Regions from separate parts of the Mus musculus genome. Here all the other regions are linked to region 1. A link is a contact called in public HiChIP or PLAC-seq and promoter capture Hi-C data. All regions are on one chromosome and are shown on one strand. Each heading gives the region's core, a stretch centred on a gene start, on an enhancer-like site or on the middle of the called end of the contact. The rest is flanking DNA. Distances are from core to core; before and after follow the strand shown.

The links. Promoter capture Hi-C pulls out the DNA fragments that hold promoters and counts their contacts. HiChIP or PLAC-seq counts read pairs in DNA pulled down with a chosen protein or histone mark.
Region 2: an H3K27ac HiChIP or PLAC-seq map of regulatory T cells shows a contact between it and region 1, with 10 times the contacts expected there. The contact joins the promoter of Otos here to the promoter of Ilkap in region 1. A contact is called at or near these places in 3 of 39 promoter capture datasets (hippocampal neurons, liver and pre-B cells), 6 of 115 datasets of contacts at active chromatin or transcription factors (astrocytes, double positive thymocytes, embryonic forebrain and 3 more) and 2 of 9 other capture datasets (embryonic stem cells and liver).
Region 3: a contact with region 1 is called in a promoter capture Hi-C map of embryonic stem cells, with 4 times the contacts expected there. The contact joins the promoter of Gpc1 here to the promoter of Ilkap in region 1. A contact is called at or near these places in 3 of 39 promoter capture datasets (embryonic stem cells, hippocampal neurons and liver), 2 of 484 Hi-C or Micro-C datasets (CD4 T cells and embryonic stem cells) and 1 of 9 other capture datasets (embryonic stem cells).

What each region holds. Positions count from the first base shown.
Region 1 is chr1:91,396,811-91,400,897 of GRCm38.p6, reverse strand. Ilkap (integrin-linked kinase-associated serine/threonine phosphatase 2C) reads left to right here and starts at 2,075. Exons shown (of 12, transcript NM_023343.3): 1 at 2,075-2,247. The coding sequence starts at 2,193.
Region 2 is chr1:92,646,815-92,651,113 of GRCm38.p6, reverse strand. Otos (otospiralin) reads left to right here and starts at 2,273. Exons shown (of 5, transcript NM_153114.2): 1 at 2,273-2,363.
Region 3 is chr1:92,828,520-92,833,023 of GRCm38.p6, reverse strand. It overlaps Gpc1 (glypican 1), which reads right to left and starts at 1,379. Exons shown (of 9, transcript NM_016696.5): 1 at 927-1,379. The coding sequence starts at 1,092. Gm29481 (a long non-coding RNA gene) reads left to right here. Exons shown (of 3, transcript XR_003947946.1): 1 at 1-329.

The sequences.
Region 1 (4,087 bases), core at 826-3,325:
CAGTGTCTGCACACGGGCATTGTGACGCCGGCCATTGCCTGGCAACTTGACTGGATTAACAGATGTCTACAGAATTAGTAAAATGCATAGTTGGGGGAGGGCAGGAGAGTGTGTGCTTTCTGAAACAATTAGATCACAAGATTCTGACCTAGTGAAAGTTTTAACTCATTGGCAGGTTTAACATTTTAATAGATTGTTGGCAGGTGGTAGGATGGTGGGAAGTGGATACTGAAGAAAGTAGGTGACTGAGAACTTGTCATTTTGGATTATGTTATCCTGGTCCCTTTCTGATGTCCTTCCACTCTGTTTCCTATACATCATGAACTGAAGACCCTCCCCTATCACATACTCCTATTGCCATGCTTTCTGCCCAAGTATCTTAAGTCAAGCAACAGACTAAGGAAAAGATTTGTAGGAGAGAAAATGAAATCTGTCAGGGAGTTGAGGTACTGTGATTACCCATAACCCGTTCTTGGCACTTAGTGGAACCCAGAGATCTATTGGTGGTAGGAAAATTAACGAGTCATGTCCAAAGGTGCAGCAGTTCAAGCCTGGTGTGCATGGAGATTATGAAGGGAAAGAGAACAGAAGAGAACTTAGGGTCAGGTCAGAATTCCAATTGCCAGGGGTGGTGACAGAGATTTATATATAGTCCTAGCACTGGGGAGGTAGAGGCATTGTGAGTTCAAGTCCAGCCTGGCCTACTGAGCAAGTTCTTGTCTCCACAAAAGATTTTATTTAGCAGCCAGAAGTTGAGCTGTAAACCAGGTAGAGATGGAGTAATGATTAGAGATGTCCATACATATGAGGGAAAGACAGGCCACATGGCAAACACTGCCAGAATTCATGTGGAATGGTGGCCGACGAGTCTATTTGCAGGAGTGGGAAATCAAGTTTAGTGTGGTGATTTGAATATGCTTGGCCCTCAGAGTGGCACTATTAGGAGGTGTGGCCTTGTTGGAAGAGGTGTGATCTAATTGGTGGAAGTGTGTCACTTTAGGGGTGGGCTTCAAGACCCTCCTCCTACCTGCCTGAGGAAAGTCTGCTCCTGGCTTCCTTTGGATGAAAATGTAGAACTCTCAGGTCCTCCAACGCCGTGCCTACTTGAATGCTGCCATGCTTCCTGCCATGATGATAAAGGACTGTATCTCTAAACCTGTAAGCTAGCCCCAATTGTTGTCTTTTATAAGAGTTTCCTAGGTCATGGAGTCTGTTCACAGCAATGGAAACCCTAAGACACTTAGCAAGAGCTGCTTTAAAAACATAGTGATATCAAGTTGGGATGGGCTGAGAAGTGTATGAGATATATGGACAAAAGACAAAGTGCTGTTATTTCAAAATCCTACATCTGTCAAGGAAGAGACAGTTCTGTCTGAGTGCAGTAAAAACTTCAAACAGTGGCTTGGAGGTCAGCTGGGTGGATCCACCTATTGCAGCTAGAGAATATCTGGTCTACATTTGCAAGGAAGCAATGACTTGTTACCTACTGCACCAAGAAGTCCACACAACACTGGCAAAAAAACCAAAAACAACAACAAACAAAAAAAACAGGTAAGGTGGTGTTGGAAAGGGCTGGTAGGATTGGGGTGTGTAGTCAATAAATTTGGGTACCTTTAAGGAAGTGAAGTCTTTGTGGATTGTATGGTAGGAAGAGGAATTAATTCCATGAGTGGCTCTTTTCTGAGACCAGGGAAAATACACAACACAACTTTGTAATTGGTAAAGCGTCATAAATTTGGTGGCTGAGATGAGGGATGTTTGTCACTTTTGTGGCTTGGCCAGTGATGGTGTTTTTTTCTGGTCTCTATCCCAGTGGGACAGCTGAGACCCCGCTGGGCGCCATCCTGCTCCCGGGCGGTCAGAAGGTGCTTTGCCTGCTCGGTCACACAGGGAACAGTGGACAGGTGCAGACCCGCCTCTCCGGCCAAAAGCCTGTCTGGATGTCAGGCTCGGCGCCACTCCTCCCTTCTTTCCGGGGAAACGCCATAACAATTTATCACGGGACCTAATGCCCAGGCCAAGAGCGCCCGTGCGCTTGCGCAGCCCACCCCCGCCCCGCCCCCGCGCGTAGCACTCTGGGGCGGCGGCTGGGCGGCGCGCGATTGGCAGGGTCTCCCGCGGTGAGTGACGGCGCCGCCGCCGCCGCCGCCGCCCAGGGTAGCGCGGAGCCTCCGCTCCACTGCCCCGCCGCCATGGACCTCTTCGGGGACCTGCCGGAGCCCGAGCGCGCGCCGCGGCCATCTGCCGGTAAGCGGCGCGGGGGAAAAGGGCGGCGCCGGGATGCGCTGCCTCCGCCATCTTCGCGCCACCGCCGCCTCAGTCTCGGCCTGTGGCTCCCGAGGCCGCAGCGACCGCGCGGTCCCTGTCCAGGCCTCGCGTGGCACACGCACGAAGTCCCGCGCCGAAGGGTCGGGGCACTCTGGCTTTAATTTGGCTACAGCAAGACTCCCAGCGGAATGTCCTGGTCCCGGGCCTGTTTGCGTCCTGGAAACCCCGAGAACTTAACAAGTTTCCGACTTCCAGCCCCTTGGTGCGGGGCGCCTGCACAGCCAATGCAGGGCGCTACGGCTAGATAACCGAGGCCGGGGATGGGGGGTGGCGTCTGCAGCCCACGTTTTGGGAAGGTCTTTGGCACGGAATAGGAAGGTGAAGAGGACCCAGCCTTTGCCTTCAGAGAGTTCAGTTCTGATCGCAGAGGCATAGGTTAAAAACCGTGGGAAACGCCAAGCGTCCGGAGTAACGGTACCCGAAGACTAGTGAGAAAGACCTGGGAAGGAGGCGGCCTTTAGCGAGGGCTTCGGCTGATGGTTTCCAGAGATTCTAGGCAAGGAAACAATGTTCAAAAGTGGGAGGGCTCAGATCTCCAGCTTGGCAGAGCGGGACGGGCTAGCATGGAAGAATGCTGGAGCTTGGGGTTATGAGAAGGTATTGACCTGTCCTCTTCACACCTGTGCTTTGGTTTTTAACCTGCGCACCTCCAGACTCCTGAGATGCTTTGTAGTGTCCTCTTTTTGCAGTTGTTCCTGGTAGTGGCACCGTTACGTACCCCCACCAACCACTCTGATGGTACAGAAGCTTCTAAGTAACTAGGCCTTGAGACTGAGTTTGATTCAGCCATGCTTTTTGAAGATAACCACCGTTACAGTTGTGAGTAAAGCTGGCCTCATACAGGCAGCCTTGCATCTGTCACTGGAGTATAACCTGTGTCTGAATGTGCTCGGACCAGAGTTTGGATTGCCAGATGTGCCTAGAAATCTGTCATCATTAGTAGTCCCTATTGCTTTTTATCCAAAGTTATTTTGGGTCTTCTCCGTGGTCAAGGCTCTCTTGACATGACCTAAAACCTTAAACTCAACTTGGGACTTAGCAGATACATGCGTTCCCCATGCCCCTTCCCTCCCTCCCTCTCTCCCCCTCTCCCCCCCAAACATATTGAGTAATCTGAAATAAACTCACTCCTATCCACTACAGGGGGTGGGGGAGACACAAAAACACATTCCAAGAATAATTATGTGTTTTGAAGAAACTGAGGTCACAAGACTCTTGTCTTGTTTTCTCACAGGCACTTAGAATTCTCCTCACAGGACTCCATTCTCAGACCATGTTCCGACACCATACTTTGCTTTAGTAAATGGTGTTGGTTGTTATGTAGTCATAAGAATAAGACTAAATTGCATACTGACCCTGCTCATGCATGGGTAAGTATAACAAATTTTCCAAAATAGTACTGGGAGCAATTAAGAAATAAGTCTAGTCATTTTCACATACTATAGGAAGATGTGTGGACAATGGAAACTGCTGTGTCTTCAGATCAAGCTTTGCACTGCCTTTGACCTTCAGGAACCGCTGGCAAATGTGTGTAATAAGTGATGCCTCCTGCAGATACTATGTGGAATAAAGAGAACCTGTGCGTTTGGTAGAATGCATGGCCCAGGTTCGATTCTATGGTCAGGGATTTGTAGATGATGGCTGGTGACATCCCTAGGATCTGCACTGTAACCACAACATAAAGGGACAGTTGTACTGATTCTGTAGAAAGTATGAGGTGTGTGGCATATGGCGCCACCACTCAGCACAGCAGCCATGT
Region 2 (4,299 bases), core at 1,024-3,523, 1.3 Mb before region 1:
AATCCCACCTGAGAGCAGGCATGGCTAGGTGTGGCTTTGGTTAAAAACTGAGGTCCTGAACCAGGAACACTCAGCACCCGGAAAGGGTCCATACTGTGACCCTGGAGAGGTAACCAGGTGTCTTAGTCCGGGTTTCTATTGCTGCAACAAAACTATGACCACAAGCAAGTTGGGGAGGAAAGAGTTCATTTGGTTTACACTTCCAGGTTGTAGTCCTTCACTGAGAGAAGTCAGGACAGGAACTGGAGCAGGGCAGGAACCTGGGGGCAGGAGCTGATTGAGAGGCCATGAAGGGATGCTGCTTACTAGCTTGCTCAACCTGCATTCTCATAGAACCTAGGACCACCAGCCCAGGAATGACCCCACCCACAATGGGCTGGCCTTCCTCTATCAGTCACTAATTAAGAAAATGCTCTACAGCTGGATGTCTTAGAGGCATTTCCTCAACTGAGGCTCCTTTCTCTCTGATGACCCTAGCTTATATCAAGTTGACACAAAACCAGCCAGGCATGCATGCGAGAAAGGCAATGAATTGCAGTCCAGAAACTGGTGTTCGGGGCACTCGAACTGGGTGATAACCCATCATCCACACCACCTCTGCTGACAGAAAAACATTCTCCCAGAAACAGGATAACCCATTTACGTTCCTCCTAGGCTGGAAACTGAGCTAGCGGGTCCTTCCCTGCACCCCTCTAGCCCATGCCACAGGGCCTGGCTGGTTCTGGGAGCTCTGTAGCCTACGATATCAAGTCCTAGAGACATAACATTTAACCCTCCCTGTGGTATTAGAAACATGACAGACAAGTCACTTTCAGTTCAAAGGAACTGGGGGAAAGGCTGTGTTACGGCGAGCAGAGATCAGAACTCTGCAGTGGTCTGAGGTGAGAGAGTCACGTCTGCCCAAGGGCTTCTTCTAAGTAAATGGGCCTGTATGGCACTGGATTGATGTCACTCCTGTTGCTGCTGACCTGTGTCTCTGGTATCCTGTCCCCTGACTGGAGTCCAAGGCAGATCCTTCGGCTTGTGTCAGCATGTCCGACGTGGTGAAGCCCTTGTGGGAAAAGCTCAGATGACATCCTTCACAGCCCAGGGTCAACACCAGCCCTTCCTGGGTTCCTGGGAATCTTTTCCCATGATGCAGAGAAATGCAGATGACAAAGAATCCTGTGAGAAAAAACAAACAAACAAACAAACAAAAAACCATGGGCCATGTGAGACCCATCCTTCTGTTGGGGGTCGCAAATGACCACAAGCTAAATATTCCTTGCTGGGAAGGGTATGTACTCCACCTCTCAGGGAGGCAGCTGTGGTGAACCAGGCAACTTCCCAGTGAGATGCCTGGCTCAGTGGTTCAGTTAACCCTTTATGTCACCGAGAAGCCACCAGTGGAGCTTCCTGCAGTCAGGGCAGGGCCTATAGCAATCCCTGGATCCTTGGCCTCAGCAAGATCTTTCAGTTCTGCCTGGGCTGGTTTCTGGATCCATTAGCCCCCAGGAACCCAGATGCTCTCTGTGCGTATTGGGGGTGCAGTATTGATTCCAGATGGTGGCCTCAGGTAGCGCCACACCTATCTTGCTCCTGCCTTCTGATCCCAGGCTCAGCCTCCAAAGCAGCCCGCCTCTTCCCATACTCTATGGGATGACAGCAATAGACACCTGCTTGTCTGTGCACATTGTAAGTGTGTACACACCTGTGTGTGCATATGGTGTTGGGAAGATGAGTGTTTCACCTAAAGTGAATATTTGGGGGTGGGTGGGTTGGGGGACAGATCCCTGGAGATGTTTGAGACATGAAACTTCCGCTAGAAAAGCTGGTCGCTTGAAATTCAAATGTAACCATGCGTCCTGTATTTCTTTCAGCCACACTGGAGTCCCTAGGACCCCCCAACCCCATCTCATCCCAATCCAGGTCAATTCTTCGTGGTTTCTGAAGGGGTACTCGCCGGGGTTGACCTGGGACCTTTTCAGAGAGTCTATGGTCAGTTCAGGAAAAGAACGAGGTATTTTAAAAGAAGGTGATCACATGCTTTCACATTTCAGCTTCAGATCCGTATGCGGTCAGTCTTATGACATGGAAGGAGACTTTGATTATTCCAGAACACAAACCCTGTCCTGTGGGCCAGCTGCACAGGAGCCTGTGAGCATGGCGCCCCCTGGAGGCCATCTCAGAAACATTCCACTCCAAGCTCTGAGCCTGTTCTCCAAGCAGCCTGGGACCGGCTGTCTCACCCCAGGCCCTTCTAGATTTCCTGTTAAAGCTGCCACACCCGCATCAGCTGTGGTGGCGTGGAGGGACTTCCACCTTGACAGGCTTTGCCAAGTCAGCTCAACACGCTCCCAGAATTCTCCCTTTTCATGTCCAAGGTAACATGTTTAGTTAAGCTCTTTAAAAGTCCGATAGGGATGTGTGTGTTTGAGGACAAACATGGGTGACATTAGAAGTCTGCGCCCCCCTCCTTTGTAGGAGCAGGGATGGCACTTCCCAAAGGAAATGTGTCTACCAGGGCATGTTTAGAGGGACAAGGGGCAGCATGACTTCTAGAACCTCTGAATCCCAGCTCTGTGTGGTCACATGACGCCACTCTCCTTGGGTTTGAATCCAGCCAGAAGACTCCAGCCCTGTCAGTGAGGTACTGCTCAGTCCCTGGGACACCCGGGTACTCTGCAGGCACAAGCGGGAGGGCAATGCTGCCATCTGGGACGGAGGACTTAGGGCAGATGTCAGTCTGGGAGATGTGAGGAGAAGGCAGACTGTGAGCCATCACCCCCTACACCCCAGTACTTATGCTGGCCACGGTCCAGGAAACAGGAAGTGACTCTAGGATCAGTTATAAGCCACTTCCGAGGCTTTGCGGGGCTCGGGGATGTATGAACAGTGCAAAACACAGGCGGACCATTCCGTGGCAGAGAAGAATGCAGGAAAACACACTGGCACGATGAACTGTGGCCTTGAGACTTTAAATTATGAGCACCTGCCTGTGTCCATGTTGGGACAGCTCAATGGATGATGGTAAGCTACTCTGGGCTCTGCCTTCTAGGAGAATGAATTTGGGTTGCGCTAGCATTTCAGAGTACAGGCAGGGGCATCTGCGAGGCTCAAGGAGTAATTATTAGTCAGATGTGGTGTCCATGGATGGACAGCAGGGGGCGCCAGATACCTCTGACTCATTCCCAATCCTGGCGTTCGTTACCACAGGGTCCTTTTCAAGCTGACTGCCACGGGAGATAACAAGGGGCCTCTGTCCAGCAGAGTGGCCTTATACATCTAAGCATCTCTTGAATCCAAGCAGACAGACTGTTAAGACCTTGGAGGTTCCCTCCGAGTTTCTGTGTGGGGCGGGATATTATGCACTGGATATCATGCAGGCTTCTGAGCAGTCACTGGGCAGGTTTCAAGTTTGCCCATCCTATATGGTATTGTTCCTGGGCCCGACCTTTGGGAGCTTTTGAGAATTCGAACTCTTCCCTGCCCTCAAGCATTGAATTTTAGAAGGAATCCTAGCAATTATTAAAGGATGGAATCCAGTGTTTTGGGATTCCCATCAAATGTAGGAATGCAAGGGCCCTGGGGAAGGCATTTACCATTAAAAAAAATGACATTTACTTATTGTGTATGTGTTTGCAGTGTGTTCCAGGTGTGTATGTGTAGGTCAGAGAACAACTTGTGGGAGTTCGTTCTCTCCTTCCAGCATGTGAGATGTGGGGATCGAACTCGGTTTAGCAGCAAGCACTTCTACCTGTTCAGCCATTTTAATGGTCCCTCTTGAAGGCAGAGTGGTCTGCAGGAGAACAGGGAGACAGATGGGTGAGGTGCAAAGGAGATGTGTTCTGGGTGGGCGGGGGCAGGGGGTGTCTCTGTCCAGGCCAATGAGATAAGGTGTCTGAAGGATCCAGGCAGAGAGGAAGTGTGTAGGGGTGGAGATGTGGTGCAGGAAAGAACGTGTGTCCCAGGAGGTTTGGAGGACCTGGGAGATCAGGACCTGGGAGATCAACTGACCACTATAAGCCAGGGTAAGTAACAGAGAGTTGCTGATGGTGGGGCTGTTTTTATTTAAAGCTTTCTTACATAAAATAATAAATGAAGGAAAGTACACACCCACAAAGGGAGGAGAAAGCAAATGAATACCCATAGTTTCCTCTCCCGGGCTCACGGCTGCTGGTTGGCAAATTCTTATATTAGGTAAGCAGTCTCAAACCAGTCTGCATGGTTTCTTTCATGCCGTGCTTCTTCCACAGGTGTCTTTCCATGGTAGCCTTCAGATAGGGGCTCATCAGGTGGACAGTTGATTGCCTCACCCTG
Region 3 (4,504 bases), core at 130-2,629, 1.4 Mb before region 1:
GGAAAGCTCCCCACACATTTAAGAGCAAAGCCTGGGGCTTGGGAGGTCCTTGGGACATTGCATAGGCACTCCAAGCTCATAAAGATTCGGTTCCCAGAGCTCCTGAGGCAGCAGGGAAGGGAAGGGAGGGGAAGGGCTGCTCTCAGCAGCTGCAGGGCCGAGGCCGCCGCCAGGAGGGCCGCTCTTCTTACAAAGAGATGACAAGGCCCCTGGGCGGGATCCAAGACGCCGACCACCTGCAGCTGGGCTCGCAGCTCCAGGCGGCCCGGAGCGCCCGGTCAGACCACGAGTGTGCTAGGATAGGGGCGCTGGCGGGCACAAGTTCCTAGGTAGGAATCCCCTCGAGCCCTGGGGTCCCCTGAATCGCGCAGCGGGCTCACATTTCCTTAGAACCCAGGCTTGAAGTGTAGGATCTCCCCCATAAATCCCACCTAGGCGGCTCCTGCTGTGGATCCGCGTAAATTCCTAAGCAGAACCCTTGACGCCTCTGGGAGAGATCCGCATAGAGAAGTTCCTAGCCCACTGCAACCGGGATATGCGACCCAATAGACCGTCCCAGAGCTACCGCTTGCTTCGCCGCAAGGGCGGCAGGCACGCTGTCCCGGAGCTGGGATTGCTGCCCCGCCAGCACAGTGGGCCAAGCCGGGGACCAAAGACGCCCAGCAACAACCCTAACCCAAAGGGAGCGCAGATTGCTATGGGGAAGGGACTCTAGAGCGTAGTGGCTGGGAACTGGGCAGCAACAGAGCGGATCGGAGCTCGGGGGCGAGGGCCGTGGGGTATAGACCAGTTGAGGAGCAGGAGGCCACTCCAAGTCCAGGCGGCGGGTTCTGGCGCCCGGGGCTAGCTGCGGCGCGGGTAGGGGCCCAGATCAGACCTCCCGAGTGCTAGGGTCCGGTGCCCCCGGACGCAGCGCCCTTACTCACCCGAGATCTCTGCCTGAGGCACATCGCTCAGGCTAAAGCCCTTAGCCCCGTAGATCTGGCGGACTTCGCTGCAGCTCCGGCTCTTGCTGGCGGGGTCCCCGCGGGCGCAGACGACCAGCGCGGCGGCCGCGCACAGCAGCCACCAGCCTCGGGTCCGGAGTTCCATGGCGGGGCCCGAGGCTCCCTGGCCGCCGGTGCGCGCCTCCCTCGGTCCCGGCCGGCCCGCTCAGCCCAGTGTGCGCGAAGGGCAGAGCCAAGGTCCCAGCGCGCGACGCTCGTGGTCCAGAGGCGGTGGCAGTCGAGGAGGCGGAGACAACAAAAGCCGGCTGCGGCTGCGGCGCGGGGAGCTAGGCGCGAGGCGCGAGGTCCGGCCGCTCAGTCGGGCCGCCTAGAGCGCGGCGGGCGAACGCGCAGCCCCGGCTCGGCGCCTCCCCCGCCGCCCGCCCGGCCCCACGGCGGCCGCGGAGAGGGGCAGGGAGGGGCGGGGAGCGCGGGCGGGAAGAGGGGAGCGCCCGGGCGGGGCGGGGCGGGGCGAGGCGGGGCACGATCGGGGCGCACCGGGCGCCCCTTCGCTCTCCGGAGGGAGAGGAGGGAATGTTCTCTCAGCCCAGGCGATGTGCTCCGTTGCCTGGGTGAGATGGGAGGCGGCGGGGAGAGCCTGGAGTGCAAAGGCCGAGTCCGGGGTCCCCTAAGGTGTCCCCCCCAGCCCAGCACCCAGGGCGGCGGCACCACCTGTGGGGGCGGGGGCAGGGCGGGGGGGGGGGGCAGCTGAGGCAGGGCTTCCCTCGCCGGACGTGACATCACGTCCTCCGCTGGCCAATCAGGAGCTTCCCCGCCCCCAGCCGAATTCGGCATCTCTTTGCTCCTTTCCATCCTTCACCTTACCGGCTTGCTCTCTTAGCGCTTCTACTACTCAGTCCTGGTCCGGTCACTTCCCTACTCACCTGCTGCCCCCCACCCCCCAGCAACAACTCCTACATCCATACGCCCTTTCTAGCCGCCCCTGAGCGGCTCCAGTTCTCGTCTGACGTGTTTTGGAGGAGGATGAGGGGGCTGAAAACTGGCCAAAAAAAAAAAAAAAAAAACTAGCCTTCATCAGCTCAGATGACTTCAGTTGATGCAGATTGCCAGCGACTGTTACGGTCCCTCTTCGTGACTATTTAGGTGCTAGAGCAATGGGGCAGAGGCAGGTCTGTAGGCTTGGGTGCAGCGTGGTAGGTGACCTCTGGCAAAAGGAATAGAGCGAGGAGTTAATGTTGGGCAGCTCAACTCCAGGCCAGGTGTGGCAGACCACCAACTGTCACGCAGCTGCAGGGATGATTGTGGGGAGAAGGGACCCTACCTGGGACCTACCTGGGAGCTGGTGATGGTGCTGGGTCTGGAGTTTCTTGCTTAGCTGCTGCCGGGCAGCACTATCCCTCCTGCTGTTCCCTTTATCCTATGAAGAGGCCATCATAGCTGAGGTTAGACTGAATCTAGATACCTAATCTGGGAATGGGAAGAAAGCGAGATGTGGTTTATGGTTGAGAGTCATAGATTACCACTATGTGTCAATAGAGTGCAGCGCTCTTGGATTCAGCTGAATCAGGGCTTTGCAGGTTTGTGGCAAAACCCCCAATCACCCATGCCTCAGGATGTCCTCCCGTCAGGGGTTCTGTCCACCTTAGGGGGTGGGTTTCCTGTCCTAACTCCTAGGAAAGTGATCCAATTAATCTCTGCAGTCATTGCTTGAGAGTAACAATGGAAAACCAATCTATCGGAGCAGATATCCTCACATCCCTCTACTGTAACACTGCTCCTGACTCACGGACCCCTGTCCACTGCATGTCCTGGCCAGGACAGCTTGGATCCCTGTCACTTTTAATAGAGGACTTGCAATGGCCAGGGCTCCTACTTGCTTTCTGTGCTCCCCATGTGTTCTGGCCTCTCAACATGCCATCACCACTGAATGCCTCTTTGTAAGTTGACCAGCCTAGATAGTTCCTTGGGGTAGGCTCAGTGTCTGAGCCATTTCTGGACCCCAAAATGGCAGGTCTTTAGGCTATGGCCTTTGCTATGATGCTGTATAGGTTGGCTGTCTTTTCTAGGGAAATCTTTATCACTGTACCTGCAAAAGAACAGCATAGCACTTTCCCACAGGTCATACTACTGGCAGCCAAGATAGTGCTCCAAAGTGGTGCTCCTCTCCATACTGGAGTCTCCATAATCTTGAGGAACCATGTATGCGAGCAGCCCAGGGGCTGACTAAGGAAGCCTGAGGGGAGCATGTAAGGACTGGCAGGTCCCCAGCAGCCTCCCCTCCCTTCTGGGGTCTCAAACCTGGGATGGAAGCGGCCTTAGTGCTCCCAAGAAGGGGCCCTTAGATGTGTTTGTCATGCCAAGGCCAAGTTTCTCTTCTCACTTTTACTGATCAGGACACTTTACGAAAAGTAGCAGAAAGCTGTCAGAGAGTGTACCTAGTTAGGTGACACCTGAGCTAACTTACCTGCCTCAACCTTGACTGAAAGGAAATAAACCTGAGATTCAGTGGTGAGTGTCTACCTTTCACCAGCTGCATGAGCAGCCCGGGTCACAGCATAGCATCCACATCTCCTCTGGAGGTGGGAGGAAGTGCATTTGGGATATATCAAATATGCAGGAGATAAGCTGCCCCCCCCCATCACCACCATGCTGAGTGTTGTCTTTTGAGTCCACAGAGGTCCCTCTGTCTCAGCTCATAGTCAAGGGGCAGGGAGGGACCTAGGCAACCAGTCCTCTCAGTCCTGAGTAGGCAGGACCTGTCAGCCTTAGCAATAAAAAGCAAGTAGGCTGAGCAGGAAATAAATGTTCAGGCAGCCGGAGCTAAAAGGACATCATGGCAGAGGGGACTCTGCTGAAGCCATCCAGCTGTAGTCAAGGTGACAAGATCTTGGGAGGAACAGAGTGAAGATGCTGCCCACCCCACCCCCACCTCCTGGGGCTTCTGTTCAACTGTGCTCACCCATGCAGCTTCCTTCCTCGTCACCCCACCCAACCTACGAAGAAGGGAGACTCGATACATTTTAGAGTAACAGTTGCTGAGAGAGGTCTTGAATCCCAAAGTGCTGGCAGCTGGAAACTGGTTATCCCTGTGATGAGAGCTGCTCCCAGCAGACCTTGTCTTACTTGCCCCTGTATCCCTGGCTGCAGAGTTATAGTCACATATGAGGCAACACAAGCAACAGCTTAGCTGTCCCTCAGCTGAGCTGTGGCATAGCTTGACACAGGTATCTCTAGGGCAGTGGATGTCAAATCCAGGGTTTTACCTGGTTAGGGCTACCTCCTGTGGCGGTTCAGAATGGAGTTACAATGAGAGATTTTGGGAGGATGGGTGCTGGAACCACTGTATGACCAGTAAACGGGGGTGTCTTGGGGTCCTTGCCTGCCCAAAGTGGGGTATGGTTATGAGATAGAAAGCAGAAATGAATGAGTAGAAAACCAACCTAAAGAGAAACTGCATTCCTTCAAGCCATTTGAAGCTATTTTCTATATTCACAGAGTATGAAACTAAGATGAGGGGGCAACAGAATGCTTGGCCCCAAGCACCCAGCTTCCTCCAT